7 separate regions of the Mus musculus genome follow, and regions 1, 2, 3, 5, 6 and 7 are each linked to region 4. A link is a contact called in public HiChIP or PLAC-seq and promoter capture Hi-C data. All regions are on one chromosome and are shown on one strand. The core of a region is the stretch at or near the end of the contact, and the rest is flanking DNA. Distances in the headings are between cores, read along the strand shown.

Region 1 (3,500 bases), core at 105-2,604, 720 kb before region 4:
TATCCCAGGATGAAGGAGGGGAGGCTGGAGGACCAACAGTCTAAGAACACTCTTGGCTACACAGTGAATTCCATGCCAGCCTGGGCTACATGAGATCTTGTGGGGAATGTCTGTGGGGAGAAAGGGCAAAAAAAAAAAAAAAAGAGAGAGAGAGAAAATGGAGCAGGTGCAATGGCTCAGTGGTTAAGAGCACTGACTGCTCTTCCACAGGTTATGAGTTCAAGTCCCAGCAACCACATGGTGGCTCACAACCATCTGTAATGGGTTCTGATGCCCTCTTCTGGTATGTCTGAAGACAATGACAGTGTACTCACATAATATAAAATAAATAAATCTTTAATAAAGAAAAGAAGTGAGAAAACAGGTAAACTAAGCCCCCCAGACATCCCTGAACTATGTTGCCTCAAAGTAAAATGTCTCCCCATACAATTTATTTCTATTCTTTCCCAGCTATATAGCATGAGTCAGCCAACGGCATTTTCTTCTTTCTTTCCTTCCTCTTTTTAAATTTTGTTTTAGTTTTATTTTTGAGATATATATCTCAACATATATCTGAGTGTGTGTGTGTGTGTGTGTGTGTGTGTGTGTGTGTGTAGAGCTTTAGCGCTCTTGGAACTGGATTTGTAAACTAGGTTGGCCTCGAACTCACAGAGATCCTGAGTGCTGGGACTCAAGGTCTGTGCCACCACCAACTAGCTAATGAAAGGTTATTTCTTATACTAGCTAACTGGGGGTATAACTGACAAATAATAAACTCATCTTGAAAAATAACAAAGTTTGGAGATGACCTTAGAAGGGGAAAAAAAGGAACTGACCCCTACTTGGGTAACTTCACACTCCCTTAAACTTCCTCCATTACTCTCCATCCCCTGCCCCAGGATTATTCAACACAAAGCAGCTAAAGGAACCGCCTCAGCACTTCTACGGGTTACCTCCATTTTTATGTATTTACCGGTGTGGTATGCATGCGTTTGCGTGCCAGGGCCAGTGCACACGTTGAAGTCAGAGGACAAGGCCTTTTGCCTCGAGAGAGGAAAATGACTCAGGACATCCGCCTCACTTTCGTTTTCTTTTTCTTTTTCTTTCTTTTTTTTTTTTTTTAATTATGCTGAAGTTCCAGGCTATCCCTTACACTGGCTATCAGGGCTCTCTGCAACCTTATTTTCTCAACCCCCAAATTCAAGACCTCAAACAGAGAACCTGGGAAGAGTAACTATTTAATGGATTTGGGGAAAGAATCAGCCAACTAGGGGCTTCAACTGGGAGCTGTCCAGAGAGCGGGTGTGGGAAGCTGGCATATCTCCAGTAGGAGTAGAAAGCCGGGGGAAGGCGTGTCAAACTGGCCGCGGCTTCCGGAGCAGAACTCTGGACAGAAATAGCTGTCGGACAGGTTGGTTTTGAGGACTCTGCTGGAGCATTGCTGCGTTGGCCCAAATTTGACTTTAGGCGGGAACCGCGGCTGGTGCGGAGTTCCTCCGAGAGGCGAGAGCTTTAAGGTTGCACCAAGGGAGGGGACTCAGGACACCGGGGACCTGCTCCGACCTGGCGTGCATTGTCAACGAGGCAGAAGACCGCGGTCCGGGAGCGGCGGGAGACTGATGATCCTACAGGAACTGAGCGCAGGATAGACCGGACGAGCGCCCCTCGGAGATCACGTAGAATCCAGTGAGCTGTAGCGCGGCAGGAGGAAGCAGGAGAATCCCAGAATCACAGATTGGACTTCCTGGAACTTAGGGTGAGTTGGTTTCGATTCCCTAACTAAATTGGGCTGTTATTCTGCTGAGATCTCTGCTGACCTTTTTTTGCCCAAGGAGGATGGAGATCGAGGAATGGCATTCGAGGAAAGGCAAAAGGTGGGGACTGGGGACCCGCCCCGAGGTGCCCAAGTCGTAGAGTAGATGGGTAGTCAGTAGGACAATTAATTTCCAGCACAGACGATTACGGGGGTTTGGGGTAGGGGTGGGGGAAGCGGGGACTCAGGACAGGGTTTCTCTGGGTGGCTCAGGCTGCACTGGAACTTGGAACTTGTTCCGTAGACCAGGCCGGACATGATCTCAGAGATCTGCCTGCCTCTTGATTGCCAAGTGCTGAGACTAAGGGCATGTATGCTCCACCATTACTCAGCGGGATTCCAGTTCTTAACTATGAACGCCCTCTTCCTTTTCTGGGGCCCATTTCACGAATAATCTAACGTAAAGTTTTTTTTTTAAAGGGCATCTGATTTTTTTTAGACTATTTATTTATTTGTTTATCGAAACAGGATCTCACTGTGTAGCTCTGGCTGGCCTGGAACTCACTGTATAGTCCAGGCTGGGGGGGGGGGGGAGGATATGAGTAATTAATATATTTAGTAGTGCTTCCAGATTTTTCTCCTTTGCTCTCAGACATCCAAGAAAGAGCCTTGACGACTTGGGCTCACCATCTGGGAATGGCTGGGCCCCGAGATCCATTGATTTTTCTCTAAGAGCGTCCTGACAGGCTAGAGAGATGGCTCAGCCATTAAAGAGTACTCTGACATTAATGCCTGTGCCTCCTGCCCAGGAATCCTGGGGACAAGGAAAACTAATTACTCACATGCTTGATTTCAGTTTGGCTGCTTTTTCACTTTTTTTTTTTTTTTTTTGGTAAGATTTAGATTTATTTAATTTGTTTTATGTGAGTACACTGTTGCTATCCTCAGACACACCAGAAGAGGGCATCAGATCCCATTACAGATGGATGTGAGCCACCGTGTGGTTTCTGGGAATTGAACTCGGGCCCTCCAGAAGGGCAATCAGTGCTCTTAACCGCTGAGCCATCTCTCCAGTCCTTGGTTTTACTTTTTTACTTATGTTTTAAAGGCAGATTGGAATTTCAGGGAGTTATTTTCTCCATGTTGTGATCTGATCTGTAAATGGATTTATTCCTTTCTTTCATGAGTGTGTGTGTGTGTGTGTGTGTGTGTGTGCCACATGTGTATGGGTACTTATGGAGGGTAGAGTAAGGCTCAGAGCCCCTGGAGTCTTAAGTTATAGGCAGTTGTGAGCTGACCAGCATAGGTGCTAGACACTGATTCAAGTCCTATGAGCAGCAAGTGCTCTTAACTACTGAGATATCTCATCTAGCCCCCAAGATAACTCTTCCTCTGTTGCTTTAATATTTTTCCAAGATAATTCTTAACCTAGCTGTTTCACTGGCCATTGAGAAGCTTGCTATGGCTTTGAGTATTTTGAGGGTTGGGGACATGGCTCAGCAGTTAAGAAAACTGGTTGCTCTTCCAGAGGTTTGATTCCCAGTATGCACATGACAACTGTACTTCCGGAAGATCTGACGCCCTGGCTCTACATGCATGCGATGCACAGATACACATATAGGCAGAACACTCGTACACATAAAATAAAAATTAGCAAATCTAGCTAGGCAGTGGTGGCGTGTAGTGGTGAATTAGTTAAACCGCTTTGGCTCTTGGAGGACGCGCACATGCTCAGCCCAAGAGCTCTCTGGATTTGTGGAAAAAAAGA
Region 2 (3,584 bases), core at 68-2,567, 900 kb before region 4:
CAGACAAGTTTGTCTGACCTTTATAACCAGCGTCTGCTGGGGGAAAGGAGTCTACACCTCCTCTCCATTCATGCAACGATCTTCAGAGAGGAATGCTGGTGACAGTTTATACTTGAGCCTTTACAACATGTCAGGCCTAGTGCTTGGCTCCTCTCAACAGCTAAGTATGATATACCCCCTTCTGTAGACAAAGAGATGCTAAGCCAGTTAACCCAGGACTTCAAAGGATAGGGTTGAAGAGGAGCCAACTAGTATCTACTATGCTAAACTTCCTGATTAATTTTTATTTCATCCTCAAAAATTGTCTAAGACTCCAAAAACTGTGTGGATAAAGATATTGCTAGTGTTAGAAATTAAAACCATGAATAGGGAAAAAAAACCATTATGGTTAAATGGCAACTACCATTAACATTAATTACACATCTTCAGTGAAAAAAAATAACACTTTTCAAAACCAAAATGATGTTATCAAAAAGAGGGTCAGCCGGGCAAGTGGTGGTGCACGCCTTTAATTTCAGCATTTGGGATGCAGAGGCAGGCAGATTTCTGAGTTCGAGGCCAGCCTGGTCTACAGAGTGAGTTCCAGGACAGCCAGAGCTACACAGAGAAACCCTGTCTCAAAAAAAAAACAAACAAAAAAAAACCCAACCAACCAACCAAACAAAAAAACAAACAAAAAAAGAAAAGAAAAAAAGAAGGAAAAAAGTCATGTCGTTTAATATTCAGTTTAAACTTCCTCTCAGAGTAAATTCCCTCTGTACTACACATCCTCGGGAGAACTATACCGCACAGTGATGTTAGTAAGATTATAAAATTGTTTTTACCTTTAGGGACTTGTTTTCTCCTCCACCCCCAAAGTGTTGTTCGTGGAGAACCTCAGGAACTACTTCAGAGGCACGGCTGTACAGCATGAAACAAAAAATTGTGCACTCAGATTTTTCAAAGCCTTGATGGCAGGAATCAGAAGAGGTTTTTTCCCTTGGTAGGGATGTAGGTTTTGTTTATAGGCTATGTGTAGGAGAATACGGGGATACCAACCAAATACCAGCAAAAATACAGGACAACTGCCATCTACTCTCTGAACTCAGGCTCTTCCTGGGTAACTGACGCTGTGCTGACATTTGACTACAATTCCCAGCAGAGCTCACGGCAGGGGGCGTGTCGGCAGCCGCGGGGTGCCCAGGTGACTCGTACTGATGACGAAATGAAGGGGCGTTCCTGTTTTGGGGCAGACCTGGTCCGTGGTTGGGGGAGAAAGCAGAAGAGGCGGGGTCTATCATTGGGGTAGCCAATCAGTTGTGGTCAAGTGAAAGGGAGAAACTGGGCGTGGCCGGATTTATTAGCAGGCTGTGTGGGGCTTACTCACGCGGGGAGTCTCGGACTTGGGGGTGGGGTTGGGGGTGGAGGGTCGCCTGCTGGCACCCCACGATCGGGCTAGTGAGATGGCGGCGCGCTGGAGCAGCGAGAACGTGGTGGTGGAGTTTCGAGACTCTCAGGTGAGCTGTGCGTGAATGGAGCCATCTGGGAATGGAGCCATCTGAGCATGCGCTTTCCGTGGTTTACACCCTCACCCGCCCCCCCCCCCATCCCCGCACCCCTGCACCCCCGCCTTTTCATCCATCCCTTTGCTCAGGGTGGGAAGATGGACGCGGTGCTCATCTGGAGCTGTCAGTCAGGATAGCTAAGGAAGCTTTGATTACTGGTCAGGACAGTTAGGGCAAAGGCGTGTATGGCCTTTAGGGTTCCAAACAGGCTTATGGTCTTGGGACGCCAAGATAGTGATTGTAAATGCTAAAGGGATTCTGACCTTGTTCAAGGTAGTGAACTGGGGGAGGTGTCCACTCCCTGAGGTAGTCGACTGCACTTGGTGACTTCGGGAAAGTTGCAGAACTTCTCTGAGCCTCAGTTACTTGGACCAAGTCTCACCTTGGACCATTTTGGGGGTGAATTTGTGAAATACTGTTTTGCGGAGCATCTGTTTCAGCCTAAGTGGTTGCTAATGTGGGAAATACTCTGTCGTTGACAAGATACATGTATTGCTTAGATTGGACACCTGTGAGCCCATCCCTCACATCACTCTCCACGCCTCGGTTTTCTTTTCTTTTTTTCTTTTTTCTTTTTCTTCTTTCTTTTTGGTTTTTCGAGACAGGGTTTCTCAGTGTAGCCCTGGCTGGCCTGGAACTCATTCTGTAGATCAGGCTGGCCTCGAACTCAGAAATCTGCCTTTTTCTGCCGCTGCCTCCCAGATTAAAGGCAAGCGCCACTACTGCTCGGCTATGCCTAGTTTTCTTACCTGTAGAAGGGAGGTTATTATACTTACAGGACTGGCATGAGAATTTTATGAGGCCACATGTTTAAGAAGTGTGGCACATGGCAAGCTTTAAAAATTGTTAACATTGGAGGCCTGCAAGGTGGCTGGCAAAGGCACTGCTGCCAGGCTTGCCAGCCTGAGTTCCAGGACTCACATGTCAGGAAGAACCAGCTGCCATACAATGGTCTCCTTCCTCCATCTGAAAGACTCCGAGAGGAGCCCCTCACTCAGGCCTCGGGACAATAGTGGACACCCAAGAACTCAGGAGAGACCAAGCTTGATGCAAACCACACAAGGCTTTATTTGGGGAAAGCCAGAGCTCTGGAGACGACTCATATCCCACGCAGGGGTAGAGGAGTCGACCACGAGGGGAAAAGGGGCCCAGTTTTTATAGGCCTTCAGGGGGAAAGGAGAGGGAGGGAGAAGGGGATTTCCAGATCTAAACAATGTCTATTCTCAAGAAATGGGTATGGGAGGGGTACAAGGAAAGAGTCTGGTGCAGGTGTAGCAACTCTGGATTGGCCCGGCTGTGGTTGCTGGGGAGATTTTCTGACTCTTTCTCAGCAACCAATATCACAAACACCTGGCAATGGGCTTCATCAGTGGGCACACACATGGGTTCAAGGAATGGCCAAAACATTGGCAGACAAACGGCTTCAAGGAGTGGCCAGAGCATTGTGTACCTCTATTTTTCTAAATCAGTGAAGCTAATTCTGCTAACAATGAAATCTATTTTGCCAATTTCAGGGCTTCTGTGACCTTTTACATTCTGTCAGGATCTTTTACATCCACATCCCGTGGCACTCGTACACACAGTCAATAAGTGAACAATAAAAAATAAAAACAATATCTTTTAAAAAACATTAGCATTGAGTGCTTGAAATGTTTCAGGTATTGGCTCTTGCCAGCCTCCGACCACTTGAGTTCTGTCCCCAGGACCCACATGGCTGAAGGACCAAACCGGCTCCCACAAGTTATTCTTTGATCTCTACACATATTGTGTGGCATGTCTGCCCACACTCATATACACACAAAATTAATTAAAAAAACTAATTTAAAAATTAAAAAAGAGTTTTTACTGACTGGCTATTTTAATCATTTTTCCTTTCTTTAAATTCAAACAAAACATTATTATAGTGAGTGTATGATATATCAGAGGACAACACTTGGGAATCTATACTCTTTTACTGTGGAACTTAAGCTTATGTCAACAGCTGTATCTAGCTAGAATCTTTATACTATGAGCCATCTTGAAGGTACCCATGTAAAATTT
Region 3 (3,465 bases), core at 612-3,111, 750 kb after region 4:
ATCCCACTTATTTACGAGGATTAGTGTTAACTAATTCAGGAAAGCAAGGCCAGGAAGGCCTTTCAGAAAGACTTTCATGGCAAGAGCTCAATTCTGACCAAGAATCAAGACTGACCGACCCATCACTGGAATCTTTCTAATGATCCCAAAATGAGAGCTTCAGGAACCCTCCATTCATGCAATTGGCCATTTCAACATGACCCAAAAAGGTTACAAGAAAAGTTTTTTTTTTTTTAAATTGACCATCCTCTGCATACCAAAAGCCATTTGATATCTCTCAAAACTATTTCCTCATAAGTTAGTCCTGCAGATCTCTTGCCTGTACTGAATCCACTCACAATTTACAGTTCGTTATTTGCTATCATTTTAAATATCTGGAAGACTTTGAGTAATTACACTTCGATTTATGCTTGAGTAAATTCCAGTGTAGGTAACAGTGTAGGTAACAGTTATGAAGTTAGTCTAAAGTAAACTATGCATTAACACTGGGAGGTGCCAGAAAATAAAATTTCAGTCTACTGAGTATTGGTTTTATGAATTCACTAAGTACAACAAATAAATTTTTCTGCTGCTTCCATCTTTGTGCTACTTTACTAATAATCTTAATAAAAGGAAATATTACTCAACAACAATCTCATTTAATTACTTAAGGTTTGCTTTTAACATTAAGTATCTTCGATGTTTGGCAGACTGGTTTCGAAACACATTAAATCTTAATTTTCTTCCCCTTCTTTGGCAAGTTTTAAATCCTGCCAATTGCTCTTCTAGAACTCTAGAGGAATTCCATTCCACTATTCCAGTTCGTTTATATACTGAACCTACAGAAAAAAATGTCTCTGCACTATTTCAGAGGTTAGTAGAGAACTCCACCCAGTTAGCCACCTTTTAGCCATCTCTGCTGACCTCACCTCAGCTCACCTTCTGCATTCTTCCTGCATAGAAACTTCTTGTCATCACTCACCTTCAAGGCTCCACTCCCCTTTCCCCTGCATCTGTTTTCCTATCCTCCTACTCCCCTGATTCTACCAAAAAGCCCCGCTTAGCTGCCTGTTGCATAACGGCTCCCCCACTGCCTTCTCCCCGGATTGTCAGCCAAGCAGGAGTGCCCCTTCGGGCTCTGCTCTCCCACCCCCGCCCCCCAAACCCTGCAACACGCCCAGCAGGTCCACAGGCAGCAGATCCTCCGGGACTGTCCCCCGAGCGGGAAGCGCGGGGTGTTGCGTCTTGGAGCCGAGAGCCGGTTCGGAACTCCCGCAGCCAGTCCCGAGGGCAGCGTGGCCGCTCCCGCCGGCGCAGCCCGCGCACACCGCGGCGCCTGGCCAATCGCCGCCGCCATCCTCCAGCTGGGGTGATGTCTTCAGGTGTCCGCCGAGTCCTGCGTACTCGCCGCCTGACTCCCGCCAGGCGCGGCCGGCCCTCGGAGCCCCCCGGAATCCGTCCCGGGGCCCCGGGCTAGGCCCAGCGAGGAGACTGAGGTCCCGGGGATGCGGGGAGGAAGGAAGGTGGGGGCAGCGGCTGCCCGAAGGCGTGGGCCTGCCGGGCGGCGGTCAGGGATGGACAGCGCCGGGGACCAGGGCGGCGGAGGCCAGGGCGGGGGCGCGGCCCGGAGGCCCCACAGCAGGCCCGCGGCGGCCCGGCCAAGTGCAAGCGGCCCAGGGACGCAGGGCGGGGGGCGCCCGCCGCCTCGGGCAGCTTAGCGAAGGCGGCCACAGCCCTCTTGCTTCCTCCCTCTCCCTGCCGTCTCACCTTTAGGACCCGAATCCCTCCGGGCCGGCGAGGCGCCGCCGCTTCAGGTGGCTCCGGGGGCTCCAGCGGGCCCGCGGGCACGGGCTCCACCTCCCCCATTGGCGGCCAAGGATTTACAGAGACGCCCGGCCCGGCGCGACAGCGCGAGCCTCGGAGGCGCGCGCGAGCAGCGGGAGGCCTCGCCCCTCCGCCTAGACCCCGCCCCTAACCAAGACGCTCCGCCCCCTTCGGTCCCTCCCCGACCCGCTGGACCTGCGTAGTCGTCAGCCTGGCGAGGCCGGAGTAGAATTGTGGGAGGCTGGCGCCACTGCAGGCGGAGTAAGCCTCTGCTGCGCTCCACCCTGAGCTCCTAGGACCAGGGCGCAGGGAGAGCAATTTGGTACTTTCTGGATCCTCCAAGAAGCGGCCAGAGGAAGTGACAGGTAAGGCCTGCACCTGTTAAAATAGACAAGATACAACCCTCCACCATGGGCGGCGCTGGAATTCTCCATCCAAGACGCTTCCTGCTCCCAAATGTGTCTTGTCCCCTGGCACCCACTGGGGGTGAAAGAACTGTTGCTTATACTCACCTCTTAGGGATAGCTGGCGACCTTCTTCATCAAACCACCTCAAGTACACTAAGCTTTCCAGGCACAGTTCAGTGTCCTTTTCCTGTAATCAAAGTATCAGATTTCCTTTCTCGTCCTCAACCACTCAACCAGTAACATGGTGTGTAAGCCCGCTTTCTATTTTGCAAGTCTTAATTCACCTATTTTAAAAGCTGACTCTTTTTGTTCCTGGAGTGAAAGATAGTTTTGTGGTTAGTGGGCCAAATTATAAGTCTGCCTAATTCCAATTCCAAATCTCAATTGTACTCTTTTTTTTTTTTTTTTCTTTTGGTTTTTCGAGACAGGGTTTCTCTATGTAGCCTTGGCTGTCCGGGAACTCACTTTGTAGACCAGGCTGGCCTCGAATTCAGAAATCCGCCTGCCTCTGCCTCCCAAGTGCTGGGATTAAAGGCGTGGGTCACCACACCCCGTTAATTATACTCATTATTAGATCTATACATTCTATACATGTACAAATTACTTGATCTAATTCTTTCGGATTTTTTTTTTTTTTGAGACAGAAAATTACACATAGCCCAGGCAGACCCGAACTCACTATATAGCCAAAGCTGGCCCTGAACTTTTAGAGTCTCCTGTCTCCACCTCCCCAGTGCAGATGTGCACCACTATGCCCAGCTTCAGGTGGGTCTTCCGTGTTGTTATGGGTATTAAGTCTATGCAACACAACACGTGTATGACTGATGATAGAGGCCAGAAGACAGTGTCGGATCCTCTGGACCTGGAGTTATAGATGGTTGTAAATTGACAGGTGAACTCTGGGAGTTGACCCTGGGTTCTCTGGAAGAGCAGCCAGTGCTCTGAACCACTAAGCCATCTCTCTAGACCCTTGCGTTGGTTCTTAAGGAGTGAATGAACTAGATTAACATCTGCCTGGCCATTATCAAGGTGGATTGGACAGAACAAAGAGCCTAACTCATATTAAAGATTCATAGTAGCCACTGTAATTCTGAAATTCTAGGTTTCCCAAAAGGTGATTAGCATTAAACTGCTCCTACATTTTGTAAGAAGCCTTCTAGATCTCTTCATTTTTAGGGCTTCCTCTCTTATGTATGTGTTGAATATTCAGCCAACTTGTAAGGGATTAAAAAGCAAAACAACTTCTAAGATAACC
Region 4 (3,618 bases), core at 590-3,089:
TATCTTTGGGTCACACTATTCGGCATGACAACAGAACTGTGCTAAGCACTGCAATGCAAGGCAGTAAACAGAAAAGAGGGGAAAAAAAGGCGGCGGCTGAGGAAAGAAACCGCTAGCGTGAGTACTGCAAACAAATGGAAGGGTCTTCTTACCTAAGCCCAAAGCCATTAGTCTAGGGCAAAGCAATTGTTCTCAACTAGTGTGATTTTGATTCTTTAAGGGACATTTGGCAAAGTCTGATGACAATTTGGGTTGTCACAACTGATGGAGTACTACTGGCATCTAGTGGGTAAAGGGCAGAGGTACTACTAAAAAAAAAAAAAAAAATCACACAAGCTACAGAACTGCCCATCACAACCAAGTATTGTGCTTCCCAAATATCAACAGCACCGAGGTTAAAAAACTTTGAGTAAAGAGTCTATCCTAGTCAATGAGTGAGCACCACTCCATAGCTTAGGGCTGGCCATGTGACCATTGTACAATGACTGAAATGTTCTCTAGTCTGCACTGTGCAGCTGTAGTGGTTGGCTCCTGAACACCCAGATTATGGGTAGTGAAACTGACGTGCTGAATTTACAATTTGTACTGATTCATTACTTTGTTGTTGTTGTTGAGACTGGATCTAGCCCCGTGACCAATGCTAATCTCAAACGAGTACAGTATTTCTGCCCGAGCCTTCCAAGTGCCAAATCTCAAGCCTGTGTCACTACTCTGGTTAACTTAAATTTACATAGACACATATGGTCCGCTGTTACCAAGTTGGATGTCTTAACTCCTAATGTTTTTCTAGTTTTACAGGCTGCTGCTTTCTACTCTTCTGAAACCACCTACTCAACTGACTGTTACTAAGATTTGGCTGGGGGAAAAACACGTGCTCTCTCACATACTCAGCAAAACATTACCGAATTAAACATTCCCTATTTCGAACACCTGGAAACACCAGTGCACTATTACACACACGTATACTATTGCAGAAGCGGGGAAGGGCAAATCTTCCCATTTTCACTTGCAAGGGAGGGTGGCCTGACAATCTTCTGAGCATTGGATCACGTGCTTTGACCTATTTCTACACTTGGCCACTTCAGAAGCTGCAAAGAGAAGGCGGGACACCATAAGCAAATTCTCCACCTCCTCAGAGAGGCCACTCTCCGATCTAGCTGGCTTTTGACTGAGGCCACACTGAATGTGTCAGGTACTGCGCTAGGTTCTGCACATACCTTAAGTCAATTCATTTTCACTGCTATCTGGGAGCACCAGGAGGTTAAGACTAGCAAAGATAGGGCTCTTGGATTTCCCGCTCTAAAGCAATGTGCTAAGAGCTGAAACCGGAGAGGTCAATACCGAACCCTCGCCGCGGGCAAGCAGAACCGCTAGGCGCTGCAAAGCCAGGGCGGGGTCCCAGGAGCTCTTACTTCTCGATCTCCAGCGCTGCAACCTTCCGCTTTTCGTAGAGTTTATCATTCAGGGCCCTTACGATGTTGGGAGTGAGCGGCGCAAAATCCTTCTCTGGGTTCATGGTGGCAGCTCGCGCTGCGCCTGGGAGCCTCCAGACACCTTAGCCCGAGGTTGCCTGGGCCGTGCCAGGGCCGGGGGAGTGTGCGGCTCCGCGCGGACACCGGAGCCTGCTCATGGGCTATGCCGCCCAGGGCCCGCCTGCCTCGTCCCGCCGCCACGCGCCGCCTCGGGTCCCCCTGCTCCGACCCTGCTCTCCCACGCGCGACCCGGTCCGCCCCACGGCTCACGCGACCAGCTCCCGCCAGGAACCGGCAACGCTCACTGGGCCGCGGCCATGTTACTCAGGTCACGTGACGCCGCGAGCACTTCCGCCTTCCGCCGACCGAAGGTTCCGCCCCCCCAGGCCACGCCCTCTCGTGCTTGCTGCAGCGGATTGGCCACACTTGTCAGGGATCCACCCCACTCTTCACCTGCTGCTGGCTTCGGTGCGGGTTTTTGCTGAGAGTGAAGAGCAGGTGGTGGGAGCCGTTTCAGGCTCACTGCCAGAGCTTTGCGCAGAGCGGGGGGCTTCTGGAAACAGTTTATAGAGGGAGCCTAACTCAAATTTAATTTATGCATTAATTCTTTGGTCACTTAACAGTCACTTTCGCGTATGCCAACGTTTCCACCATTTTCACCATATCTTAACCATCTGTCTGATTTTACATTTTATTTCTGCGTGTGTGCATGCACCAACGAGCGCCTTTGGAGGCCATAGGGCAACTTGGGAGGGAGTCGGATCTCCCCACCCACTCACCATGTGGGGGTCCCAGGATTGAGCTCCAGTCCGCCAGGTTTGGCGGCAGATGCCTTTGTCTGCTGAGCCACCCCTCTAATCCAATTATTATTTTAGAGACAGGGTCTCAAACTCTCTCTATAGCTGAGGATAGCCTTGAAATCTCGATTCTCATGCCTTTATCTGCTGAGTGCAGGGATTACAGGCAAGCGTCACTACAGTTGATCTTATGTGGTGCTGGGCGTGGAACCCCGGGTCTGGTCAAGTCTACCAACTGAGTCAAACCCTCAGATTGTATTTAATACACATGTGCTACTCAGATGTGTGTGTACATATGTATGGAGATCCGAGGTCAGGTGTCCTCTTTTTTTTTTTTTTTTTGTTTGTCTGTCTGTCTGTTTGTTTTTTCGAGACAGGGTTTCTCTGTGTAGCCCCGGCTGTCCTGGAAGACCAGGCTGGCCTTGAACTCAGAAATCCTCCTGTCTCTGCCTCCCAAGTGCTGGGATTAAAGGCGTGAGCCCCCATGCCGGGCAAGGTGTCCTCTTTTGCTCTTATTTTTCCACCCTTATTGAGACAAGGTCTTATGTGTCCTAGGCTGGACTCTATGCATAGTGATTAAAAAAAAAAAGTCCTGGCTAATTTTTATGTCAACTTGATACAAGCTAGAATCATCTGAGAGGAGGAAGCCTCAATTGAGAAAATGCCTCCATTAAGATTGGGCTGTAGGCGAGCCTGTAAGGCATTTTCCTAATTAGTGATTGATGTGAGAGGGTCCTGCCCACCATGGGTGGGTCCACACTAGGCAGAGGTTGCTGGATTCTATAAGAAAGTAGGCTGAGCAAGCTTTAAGGAGAAAGCCGGTAAGTAGCATTCCTCCATGGCCTCTGCATCAGCTCCTGCCTCTATGTTCTTACTTTGAATTCCTTCAGCGATATAAGCTATATGGCGAAATGAACCATTTCCTCCCCCAAGTTACTTTTGGTTTTGGTGTTTTTATCACAGTAGTAAAAACCTTAATAAGATAATAACTGAAAGGTTAGGTTCCTCAGGCCTCCACCTTCCTTATTGCTGGGATGACAGGCGTGGGCTACCACACTGGGTTTATGTGGTGCTGAGGACAGAGTGGGAGGCTTTGTGCATGCTAGTCACCTAACTGAGCTACACGCCCAGTCCCGACCTTTTCTGTAATGAGATCTTTCACTGAACCTGAAACTCATGGATTTGGCTGGGGGGCTGACCAGGGAGCCCTAACTGGCCCGTTTCCACCTCCCTCACCTCCCAGTGCTACAGTTAGAGACCACAAGCTCCGCCTGACCAGGTGTTTAAGTGGGTACAAGGAATTTCAAGACAGGTCTTTGGGCATGTGTGGCTAACACCCTACAGGTTAA
Region 5 (3,566 bases), core at 560-3,059, 930 kb after region 4:
CATACCAAGATCCAGGTCAGAAACTTCTATCTCCCAGCCTCCAGATCAGGGTCACTGGTGACCCTTCCAATTCTGGATTGGAGTTCATTCCAAATATAGTCAAGTTGACAACCAGGAATAACCACTACAGAGATCCCCTGGGGTTGAAATTAGGTGGTTTTGAACCACCTGTCACAGGTGCTGGAAACCCAACTCTTGTCCTCTGGAAAAACAGTGTTCACTCTTAGCCACTGAGCCATTTCTTCAGCCCTGACTTCAGTATCTGAAAACATAATAAAGCTAGCAAGGACACTCCAGTCCTCATCACCATTAAACAAACAAACTGAAGCTTTATGGCTGCCATTTTACCTTTATACACATAGGCATTTCTTACATGAAAAGATTTTATACAAAATAACAATATCTGATATGTATGCCTTTATTATCTAATGACATTCATCTGAAAAAAAAAAAGGATTGGTTAGTTTGAAACTGTATCTAAACAATGTCCACACACATTCGCACCTTCGGTTGGGTTGTCCCTAGGCACTTTAAATATGAACAACCTGCCCCTTAAGTGCTGCGATACTTTTCTATCATCGGAGCCAAACAACAGCCATCTTCAGGAATGTAGCTGTGCCCAAAGATCATCATATTTGAAGGAGGGGCCAAGAGGGTCTTGGAACCCTCACCTGGGTATGCCTGCAATCGATACCAGCTGTTGAACGTACTTCCGCCCTAATTACGTGTAGCCTGGGGAGGGGCTAGAGTGTGGGCTGGAGAGCAGTAGGGAAGTGGGCTCCATCCATGCCAGGAAGCCTTCATTTCTACTGGATACTTTCCAGTGCAAGCTTATTTGAAGGAGAGTGATTACTCACTTGCTTGTTAAGTGACTTGTCACCTATGGTCTGTAAATGAGCCCAATAAACTAATTTGTGCTTCAGGGGAAATTTTTCTATCATTGTACTTTGTTGTTGGGACTGTGTGTGTAGAAAGTGTTAGCCACAAATGTCATGATCTCATTGCAGAACTACAATTTTTCTATGCAAATATTTTGCTGGGGGAACGATCTGAACATTTTATGGGAACCAAATATTGTGTAATTCTAAGGTCCTAGTATCCTGGAGCTTTGAACAGCGGCACATGGTTACAAGCCAGTTATTTTCAATTCATATTATCCTCCCAAAGTAACCTGCAGTCCTCGTTTTACCACTGACCCAAGACAAGCCACAGTTTTGGTCTTGATAGCTGTGGCCTCATAGCAGGGCCAAGAGCCAGAGAACAGGAAGGCTCTTTCTCGCTTTCAAGCCCAGAAAAGCCTCTGAATACAGATACAAAATAAGAGCGAGAGTGGAGGCTGTGCAGAGTACATTAGTGAAGGTGCGGGGCGGACAGTGTCGGTGGAAAGAGAGGCGGTGGAGGAAAGTCGGCTCCACAGCGCTGAATCTCGCCCAACCATCCCTCCGAGGTCGGAGTCCCAGGACCGACCGACCGACCGACCGACCGACCGGTGAGCTAAGTGGGGAAGCCAGACTCCGCTCGGATCCGCGGGCGTTTGCGAGACAGTCTGCAGCCGGTTTTTCCAGGGGCTGGAAGAATCTGGAACAAGGGTACCGGGCACAGAATCCAGGAGAAGCCTCCACCCGCCCCGCCGCGCCCGGGGCAAATTGCAAGGCGCGCCCTTAGCAAATGACTCAACCCACTGCGTGACGTTAAGTGTCACAAGTCAGGTCCCACGCCTCCGCCGTGGGAAATAGTCCCTCGCTCCGCCCCTTGTTGTGTGCGCAGCCAATCCCTGCTAGGTAGGGCGTGGCTAACACCGCCCCCTTGGATTCCTCCGCTCGAGTCCGCGGTGGGGAGGTCGAGGGAGTCGCCATTTTGGATGCCGAGCGGCTCCTCGGAAGTCGGCTTCTTCCGTTTTCACGTCCGGATCCCTCCAGGTGAGCGTGCCCTCCTTAGACCTAAGCATCTTTGTCTCCCTCTTCCATCTACGTCCCGCTTTTACGGAACCCCAGCGTTAGTCTGTAGGACCGTGAGGACAAGCCGTCCGCGCCGTGTCAGCGGGGGAAGCCCTGGCAGTCGGGGTCAGGCCTGAGGTCGGGCTCCGGCCGTGGGAGGAGGTGGGACCGCCTAGACAGGTGCTGGCGTCGCTGTTGCCCCCGGCATGAGCCGGGCACTGAGGAGACACCCCTCTGCAGTGCGGTCGGGTCGGGACCCTGAGGGAGGCCTTGTCCCCACCGCCGCGGTTGCTGCGGGGTGAGTCAGACCAGGAGAGCCCGAGGGAGCGCTCCTCTTCCGGGTCCTGGGGTCAGGCGTGGCCCTCAGGACCTTGAACTTGAGCTAGGATGCGGACCGGACCAGGGCTGCGGCCGACTGATGTCAGGGGGAGGCTACGGGGGCTTATTGTGTACAGTCTGTTGTTGTTGAATGGCTCCCGGGAGGAGACTGTCATTTCTTTTGTTGTGCCTTCTTGGTGTTTGTTCTGGTTTTGTTTGTTTTTGTTTTTGTTTTTGTTTTTTTGTTCTTACGAGAACAAAACAGTATAATCCCTCCATCAAACAATCAACCTGTGTTTCATTGTTTCAGTCAGACTTTTCCATTTCCATATGCATGTCTTTTTCCAGCTTAGTAAAATATTAGTCGGTACATTTGTTAACATCTCACACCCTTCAAGGTTTTTTGACCTTCGTGGGGGAACTTCACCGCATCCTTGTGTTTAAGTCACGCGGCTTCTTAACATTTTCACTTGATAAAAACAATGCTTTCTTCCCCTGATTACTTTCGTAGCCTTTCTCTTTTTCTTCTTGTGCCTCTGGTTTCTAACAAGACCCGAGCCTCTAGAGTCCTTAAGTAGACTCTGATCCACTTAATTTAGGCTCTAATCGGGATCAGGTCCCAATTATATGTAACCTTTTGTGGTTTAAAGTGCCAACACTTCCCAAAACGAAGTGTAGTCTATGAAAATTATTTCATGTGGAACCCTTAAATTACTGATAACGAGGTTTCCTTTTTTTTTTCTTTAAATATTTATTTTATGTGTATGGTGTTTTGCCTAGACCCTTTATCTAGGGTCCCAGGCATATCTGCATCATGAGTGTGCTTGGTGCCTGTGGAGTTCAAAGAGGGTTTCAGATCCCCTGGAACTAGAGTTATTGGGCCGTTGTGAGCCACCGTGGGGGTGTTGAGAATTGAACCCAGGTCCTCTGCAAGTAAGCACCAGGTAGGCTAGGAGCTGGATTGAATGACGAGGAGGAAGGCTCATGTGGTGGCTAGGCATTTAGAGGCCCTTGTGGCCAAGCCTGGTATAAGTTGATCCTTGGTACTTGCATGAAAGAGTACCCACAACTGTTCCACGCTTGTACTGTGGCCCTTGCAAATGCATATGCACACGTGCACACACACACATCAAAGTTTGAAATTCCTTCTTCCTTAAGTTGGCACTCTCAACTGTTTGCTTCACAAACTCATTAGTAGCCAGTACCACAGTTGTTATTTTTCTGGTGTTCTGCCTGCTAGATTGATGAATTGCCAAAGGGGTATATTGAGGTTTCTAACTATAACTAGATTGTCGTATTTCTTTTTGCTGC
Region 6 (3,349 bases), core at 446-2,945, 840 kb after region 4:
TGATTCAACCACACTCACCTAACTTGAAATGTAGGAAATAACCAGTGAATTATTGTGAAATGTTTTTTATTCACGCATACTGGACTGCAGGAATACTTTAAGAACAGAATTAATGAAGCTATCATTACTTTGAAGATCCACAGGTTTCAAATCAAACGTCTGGCAAATACTCCAGGCAACGGTGGAAATGGATGCTTAAAATCTAACTAGTCTGAGAAAAGTCAACATAAGAAGTCAGCAGCGTTCATTACTATACAAACACCTGAGGGGTGCGGTCACTAAGAGACCATTCAGCTCGCTCTTCTGTTAACTAATCCCTATAGGAACCAAAAAAGTTATCTTCCTTTCTACCTACGTCAGATTATTATTCTCCAAGGGCAGCTTTCCATGCTCAAGCAAATATAACGCTAAAAGAAAAAAATAAATAAAAAGTATCAGTAAGTGCCCCAAAGCTCAGCTTTCAGAACAGAAAGAAATGCAGAAAGTTATTTTCACAGCTCCTTCGCACCCAAAGCCACTTGGCCTGCTTTAAACCCATTTGCTGCGGAAATACACCCTAGGGTGGTTCGACGGCTCTCCGACACCAAGCCCTAACTGGGAAGCAGAACCGACAGTTCCAGGCAATGAGGAAGAGCCTGAGAATTACTAGAAACCGACGTCCGCAGAACCGAGAGTTGGAGAGGAGAGTGAATAGTGCGGTCTCAGGTGAGTTCTTTAAAAGAAAAAGAGAAAGAAGAAGAAGGAAGAAGAAAAAAAAAAAAGCGAAAGTGTTTGGACCAGAAGTTAGTTGGAAGGTTAGAGGGAGGCGAGGCCGATGTCCGGCTTTCAGTGGACGGCACTGCAGGGACCAGGCAGAATTGCCCCTGCGTGGGAAATGCTCAGAGTTCTCAGATCTGACCCGAGTCCCCAACACAAGAACGCTGATACGTGGCTCCGAGAGGACACGCGGGGGTGGGGCCCGGCCCCGCTAAATCCTAAGCTCCCCGAACGGAGCGAGCTTTCAAAGGAGCCTCGCAGCCTGAGAAAGTCAATGGGTTCAAGGAGGCCTGCGGCGGCCAGACCACGCCAAGGGAAGAGGAAAGCGACCGCGCACGACAGCTCCGGCTCTGAAGCTCCCGAGGTCGGCCCTCAGGAAGTCCAAGCAAGCCCGGGGCTCCCGGGTCCCTCCTGACCCAAACCTGGGTCCTCCTCACCCCCCACCCCCCACAGGCTGAGCCCGGACCCCTGGGACTGACAGGAGGTTTCCGGCCAGACGCTCGCGGCTGCGGCAGAGCCCAAGAGCCGACCCGCCCTCGGTGCCGCGAGTGACACTCACCGGCCCGAAACCTCGAAGGAAACCAGCAGCTTCGGGGGCGGCGGCGGCAGTGGCAGCAGGAACCGAACATCCAAAATGGCGGCTCCCTCGGCCTCAGCACCGCGACTGCAGGCGGAGGGATCCCGGGCGAGGAGGGCGCCTCTACCTCACGCCTCGCGCTTCCCCGGGAGACGCCGCTCCCCGGCTCCCTCTCGCCGGCCGCCCCGCGTCCCTCCGACTGCAGCCCGTGCCGTCTCCCACCCCGGATGACCCGAGGACTCGGCCCCCGCCGAGGACTATTTGCCGAGGAGGAGGCGACTGCGCCGGGCAGAGCGACTCAAAGCGTAGCAAGGGTCGGGGCTGTCACTGATGACGCTCGACGCCGCTGCCGAGTCACCGCTGCGAGGAGTCTGAGCTAGCACGCTCCGGCCCGGCCCTGGAGCCGTCGCACTTTGGTTCCGTTCTGGGGGGAGGGGAAAACTGTGCAGCCAGGAAACGGTGGGGGTCACCTGAGGTGGGCGGAGCTCAGCGAGGGAGCTGGGGAAGGCGGAGAGGAGATGCAGGGGAAAGCGCATAGACATGGTGTGACCAGTTTTGTCCGAAAGGATTCCTAAGTGGTCCTCGTTGGCCAGAGGTTTCTGGTCAACATTAGAAACATGCTCCAAGTGGCTTTGGATTCTAGGGTTTTATGGTATCTTCAATTTTTTTTTTTTTTTTTTTTTTTTTTTTTTGCGAAAACAGGTAAAAAGATGAAACCTAAGAATGGATTCCAAGCACAGCACCACCGCCTTGTGCGGCAATCTCACCTACGATCCAGTCCCCTCCTGTGAGGGGAAAAAAGAATCTGGACAAATGTCAGCTAAAACTCTTCCAGAATAGCTTTTCCATCTATGATTGAATGAACTAATGACCTGAAGCAAAGAAAGTCTAACTAGACAGTTCCTGGCGTGATAAATAATTACTAACTTGTGACCCAAGTCTTTTCCATGTGAACCTAGAGATCCTTGATATCTTGGCCCATTTAAAGGAAAGGTGACCTACCTAGAATAAAATCTTTCCGATAGATTGACAACAAAGGTATCCCAGATGTGAATAAAACACAAGACTACACTGAATACCAAAGACCAGGAACTAAGCAAAAATCCTGAGTTTCAAATTTGAGTGTCATAAACAGGAAGTTGCATCTTTTAGACATTCGTTTTTCATGCAAGGATTTCAAAATACAGACGTTGAGCTGAGTAAGTCTAGCCATACAATTTTGACCTTGAATTTCTGGAGCATGCCAAGTGGCTGGAAAGAAAGGATACCAAGGGCACGATCAAATTTATTAAATATTGGTGTCATATTGATCATAAGGTACCATCGTATGTACAACCTAGCCCGCTAAGCAATCTCGTGAGTCAAAGTAAGTAACCAAAGTTTACAAATAATGAGATTTAAGACTTGAGAAAAACTACAACTGTCTCTCACAATGGAGTCTGCCTTAAGATGTCATCTTACACAGAAAATTCACCACACCCCATATACATATTCCAACCCATACCTACCGGTTTATAGAGCAGAATGCTTACGGAATTCAAATCCTCCTACCTTTCTTCGGGGCATCTGTACAGGGCAGCCCTAGGTACACCCTAAGACTAGAAGAACATCATAATGCTAGCACAGTGCAGATTACTTTGAGCCAGGCCTATGCATGAAACATGCCAAATTCACTGTGAAATTTCCGTAAAGGAAATCTTCAAGCAGAGATGCAAGGCAAAGGTAGCCAAGTTTTCCACATGGAAGATTAAAATAGTTTTTATGGGCCAAAATTAAGTGTTTACCATAGCAAACAACAAAAGTTTTATTTTTCTCTTTTCTTCTCCTTCTCCTCCTTCTCCTTCTCCTCCTTCTCCTCCTCCTCCTCCTCCTCCTCCTCCTCCTCCTCCTCCTCCTCCTCCTTCTTCTTCTTCTTCTTCTTCTTCATCCTTTCTCTCCTCCTCTTTTCTCCTCCTCCTCCTCCTCCTCCTCCTCCTCCTCCTCCTCCTCCTCCTCCTCCTCCTCCTCCTCCTCCTT
Region 7 (3,715 bases), core at 372-2,871, 880 kb after region 4:
ACACCACAGACCAGAATCTTCTGCGGCAAAGCTTTATTTCTTACATCTTCAGGAGCCAGGGTGCAGGAAGCAAGAGAGCAAGAAGCAAGAGAGCAAGAAGCAAGAGAGCAAGAAGCAAGAGAAAGAGAAAACGAAACCCCGTCCCTCTTCAGGAGCATTCTCCTTCGCCTCGGACGTGTCACTCCCTGATTGGCTGCAGCCCATCGGCCGAGTTGACGTCACGGGGAAGGCAGAGCACAAGTAGTCATAAGATACCCTTGGCACATGCGCAGATTATTTGTTTACCACTTAGAACACAGCTGTCAGCGCCATCTTGTAACGGCGAATGTGGGCGCGGCTCCCAACACTTCTGTTTTCTCTCTCTCTCTCTCTCTCTCTCTTTTATATAAAACACGCATAATCACTTTTTCTGTATAAATGTAATCTGAACACAAGACCAACTATTGGCCAAATGTGGGGCTTGCCTGCTGTGGTGGTTTGAATGAGAAACTTCGATATAGGCTTAGATGTTTAACTCTTGGTGGCCAGTTAGTGGCACTATTAAGGTATGTATGGCCTTGTTAGAGTCCCTATGTCACTAGGGACCTGGCTTTGAGGCTCAGAGCCACAGGCAATTCCAGGTTCAGTCTCTCTGCTTTGTGCTTCTAAGTTCTAGATGTGACCCCCTCCTCTCTGCTCCAGCCTCTATGGCTGCTGCTCCCTGCCAAGCTTTCCCACCACAATGGACTCCTAACCCTCTCAAATGGAACCACAAACTCAAATCCTTCTGGCAGTTGCCTTGATTGTGTCTTATCCCAGCAACAGAAAAGAAACGAATGCACCAGTGATACCATCAACTTGAGAGATAGAGGCAGGACGGTTAAGAGTTCAAGTTCACCCTAAACTACACAGTGAGTTCAAAACCACTCTGAGCTACTTGTGACCCTGTCTCAAAAACAAATGAACAAATAAGAAAAAAAAAATCCTCCCCCTCCAATCAGCAACCTAAATCAGCCATTCATTTTTGTGTCTGCTTAAGCCAATCAAACTTTCATTCAAGTATTTAGTATGAACTGGCATTATATGGGTGACAATATTCCAAACCAGTAGCCAAGCCCTGTATTCACTAAGCCAACCTGCTTTCCACTGTAGTAAGAATCCCGTCCTTATTGCTCACCCACTCCCAGGTCTTCAGTACTTTTTCATCTTTTTCTAGGTCCTGCACAGGCACACTTTTTTTTTTTTTTTTTTTTTTTTTTGGCTGCCTCAGGCTATTTCTAACTTTACAAGGCTCTTGACCCTTGAAAAGGTCTGGGCCCAGCTCTCTCTCACCCTGACCCTACAATGACCCTTCCATCTTTCTACTCCAGTAAATTCTGGGGCATCATAAACAAGGCCCCAGGGATCTCCACTATCTGGACTTCTAGTGACAGCTTGTGAAAACTTCTCCAGGGAATCCAGGTCTGGGAGCTTTTTAAGGAAACATCACCTACTCCCTGGACCCATTCAGTGGGACAGGCGTTCATTTTCCCACCAAAGGGGGGCGCTGGGTACGATGGGCAGGCGGCCAGTTTCCTCCTGTGTAAGTAGGCGGCGCTCCCAGGCCAGGGTGACGTCATCTCTCCGCGTCGGGGGGGGGGCGGGATGCGCTCAACGCCATCTCCGGGCGCCCGGCTTGGGGGGGTGCCCGCTGGGTGTGGGGCGGCTCCGGGGCCGGGGATGGCGGCGGCCGCGGTGGCGGCGGCTCCGGGACGAGCGGGAGGAGTCCTGGGAGCTCCGTGAGATGGGCCGGTGAGTGTCGCCTGGAGCGGTGGCCGCTGGGATGGCCTGAGGCCAAGCAGGCCTGGGTTCGGAGCTCTAGTGGAAGGGCCCCCCTAGAAGCCCGTTGCCTCACCCCGGCCGCGGGCCCCCTAAACAGCGGGCAGAGCGAGCGAAAGAGGCCGTGCCTAGCCCCTCTAGATGCTGCTTTCCCGCCTGGCCCAGAAGGCGGCCTCAGGCCCTGATGCCCCGACGGGGTTGTCCCCGCGGGTCAGGATGTCCGAGTTCTCAGGGCGGGAAGGGGCCCCAAACAAGGAAGCGTCGCCAGCGGGGCCTGGCCTCACCTCCACGTCCGACCCCCTACCCCGACTAACCCTAAACGTAGACTCCCCCAGTTCAGGCCTGTACCCCTGTCGGAACAAGGATCATCAAAAGCCATCATCCCTGGTGTCTCTCCCTTTTTGCTGCTCCCTTTTTGTGGGGCGCACCTCTCCCTCAGTGAATTTGGGTCCCCCTCGGTGTGCAGTCTCTTGATTCCATTCCCTGCATGAAGAGGAGCTGCCTTCTCGGCTAGGTTGGCAGGTCTCTGGAATAGTTCCGTTGCCCCTTAGCTCAGGGCCACAAGTTGTGTCATTTCCCATGAGAAATTCTCCAAAGCTGCACCCTACACCCACACCCGGTTTCAGATTTTGAAGTGTTTTGCCTTGTGGGAACCTGGTGGGCAGGCTGAGCTTTCTTTTTGCCTCTTTCCGTCCTTTCATTATTTTGTGTTTGCTAACTCCTCGGTGACCCATAGACGGATTTTCCTTAGCTTTTTTTTTTTTTTTAGCTACAGAGGGCAAGCATCATTTTGGGGGATTAAGAAAATGAAAGAAAGCTGAGTGCTTTCAATTAAACGTTTGATGAAGAATGAGTGCGTGACTTGTACCCACTTGGTGATTTATTTGTGGCATTAGGAATCTGTTTTTCCACATTTCCATCTTTCGTGTACCCTTGAACCATGCCTATCTTAAGTAAACGTTGCCTTCAGTTGGATCGAGCTTGCAATATTCTGACTTTGACAGAACAGGTTCCTCGGTACTAGTCAATACTGCTAATCCAGTTGTTAGGACTTCGTTGGCCCCGGTTTTGGTTTTGGTTGTTTTCTTTTGAGAGGGTCTTATGGAGCTCAGGCTGACTTCTGACTTGCTAAATAATCGAATGTAGTTGGTGAGTACCTTGAACTCACGATCCTCTTCTTTCTACCTCAAAGGTAGTAAGATTACAAAGTGTCCACTCCCATTTCCAATCTGTGAGGTGCTAGAGATGTAACCTCGGGCTGGATGCATGCTAGGCAGGCACTTTACCAACTGAGCTGCATCCGGAGCCTTGAAAGGCCATGTTCTTTAATTATTGATGTTTCTGGCAAGTGTGGATTCAGATATTGGTAGCTTAGTAATAGTTTTGTTCCCCTTTGTTAGCTTCATAGAATCAAAATGGCGTTTTCATTTTCTTTCACATTTCATTCAGTACTTAGTGTAAAGTCACGTATAAAATTGTGTGTGTGCGCGCGCACATACACACACACAGGAGCCCTTTTACTTTTACTCAGAAAATCTGTTAATATAGCTTTCACTTTGAGTAACTCCCCCTTGACCTCTTTCTCTGCCCCAGAAACATAAATAATTGTTCCTTTTCCTCTAGTGACAGCTTTCTTATTTGAATAATCTCTACATCTGTGTGTTCATGGGCCACTAATAAAGCAGAAACTCCCAGCTTCTCATTGCTCACATGCAGGCAGTATGAAGTCTCTCATCTTTATTTGTGCATTTAAGCAAAATTTGGACTGGAAATGAGCTTGCTCATTGGGGAGTGGGGTAGAGAATGAAGAATGAAGGATGGTAAAGAAACCACTGAAATCAACACATAGAAATTTCTTTCCAGGGATGTCTTACAAAAATGAAAGCATAAAGATTTTTTTCATTCTTGTTTTTTTTGT

The links. Promoter capture Hi-C pulls out the DNA fragments that hold promoters and counts their contacts. HiChIP or PLAC-seq counts read pairs in DNA pulled down with a chosen protein or histone mark.
Region 1: a contact with region 4 is called in a promoter capture Hi-C map of liver, with 2.2 times the contacts expected there. The contact joins the promoter of Mlkl here to the promoter of Vac14 in region 4. A contact is called at or near these places in 5 of 39 promoter capture datasets (the C10 cell line, liver and pre-B cells).
Region 2: a contact with region 4 is called in a promoter capture Hi-C map of pre-B cells, with 4 times the contacts expected there. The contact joins the promoter of Wdr59 here to the promoter of Vac14 in region 4. A contact is called at or near these places in 2 of 39 promoter capture datasets (liver and pre-B cells) and 1 of 484 Hi-C or Micro-C datasets (pre-B cells).
Region 3: a promoter capture Hi-C map of the SN4741 cell line shows a contact between it and region 4, with 4 times the contacts expected there. The contact joins the promoter of Phlpp2 here to the promoter of Vac14 in region 4. A contact is called at or near these places in 6 of 39 promoter capture datasets (the 3T3-L1 cell line, 3T3-L1-derived adipocytes, the SN4741 cell line and 3 more), 3 of 484 Hi-C or Micro-C datasets (the HL-1 cell line, embryonic stem cells and pre-B cells), 3 of 115 datasets of contacts at active chromatin or transcription factors (astrocytes, memory CD8 T cells and pancreatic cancer cells) and 1 of 9 other capture datasets (embryonic stem cells).
Region 5: a contact with region 4 is called in a promoter capture Hi-C map of liver, with 4 times the contacts expected there. The contact joins the promoter of Ist1 here to the promoter of Vac14 in region 4. A contact is called at or near these places in 4 of 39 promoter capture datasets (the 3T3-L1 cell line, cranial neural crest and liver), 4 of 484 Hi-C or Micro-C datasets (CD4 T cells, Th1 cells, bone marrow-derived macrophages and 1 more), 1 of 115 datasets of contacts at active chromatin or transcription factors (large pre-B cells) and 1 of 9 other capture datasets (adipose tissue).
Region 6: a promoter capture Hi-C map of liver shows a contact between it and region 4, with 4 times the contacts expected there. The contact joins the promoter of Ap1g1 here to the promoter of Vac14 in region 4. A contact is called at or near these places in 3 of 39 promoter capture datasets (hippocampal neurons, liver and pre-B cells), 2 of 484 Hi-C or Micro-C datasets (CD4 T cells and CD8 T cells), 3 of 115 datasets of contacts at active chromatin or transcription factors (astrocytes, effector CD8 T cells and large pre-B cells) and 2 of 9 other capture datasets (adipose tissue and liver).
Region 7: a contact with region 4 is called in a FOXA1 HiChIP or PLAC-seq map of pancreatic cancer cells. The contact joins the promoter of Atxn1l here to the promoter of Vac14 in region 4. A contact is called at or near these places in 1 of 39 promoter capture datasets (pre-B cells) and 1 of 115 datasets of contacts at active chromatin or transcription factors (pancreatic cancer cells).

Annotation. Positions count from the first base shown.
Region 1 is chr8:111,336,059-111,339,558 of GRCm38.p6, reverse strand. Mlkl (mixed lineage kinase domain-like) reads left to right here and starts at 1,354. Exons shown (of 11, transcript NM_029005.3): 1 at 1,354-1,735.
Region 2 is chr8:111,519,840-111,523,423 of GRCm38.p6, reverse strand. It overlaps Wdr59 (WD repeat domain 59), which reads left to right and starts at 1,317. Exons shown (of 26, transcript NM_001170742.1): 1 at 1,317-1,496. The coding sequence starts at 1,443.
Region 3 is chr8:109,866,999-109,870,463 of GRCm38.p6, reverse strand. Phlpp2 (PH domain and leucine rich repeat protein phosphatase 2) reads right to left here and starts at 1,861. Exons shown (of 19, transcript NM_001122594.2): 1 at 1,747-1,861. The coding sequence starts at 1,845. Gm17344 (a long non-coding RNA gene) reads left to right here and starts at 1,934. Exons shown (of 4, transcript XR_003947453.1): 1 at 1,934-2,168.
Region 4 is chr8:110,616,788-110,620,405 of GRCm38.p6, reverse strand. It overlaps Vac14 (Vac14 homolog (S. cerevisiae)), which reads right to left and starts at 1,839. Exons shown (of 19, transcript NM_146216.3): 1 at 1,413-1,839. The coding sequence starts at 1,516.
Region 5 is chr8:109,691,537-109,695,102 of GRCm38.p6, reverse strand. It overlaps Ist1 (increased sodium tolerance 1 homolog (yeast)), which reads left to right and starts at 1,809. Exons shown (of 10, transcript NM_028018.2): 1 at 1,809-1,919.
Region 6 is chr8:109,776,929-109,780,277 of GRCm38.p6, reverse strand. Ap1g1 (adaptor protein complex AP-1, gamma 1 subunit) reads right to left here and starts at 1,695. Exons shown (of 24, transcript NM_009677.6): 1 at 1,316-1,695.
Region 7 is chr8:109,735,686-109,739,400 of GRCm38.p6, reverse strand. Atxn1l (ataxin 1-like) reads left to right here and starts at 1,621. Exons shown (of 4, transcript NM_001080930.2): 1 at 1,621-1,770.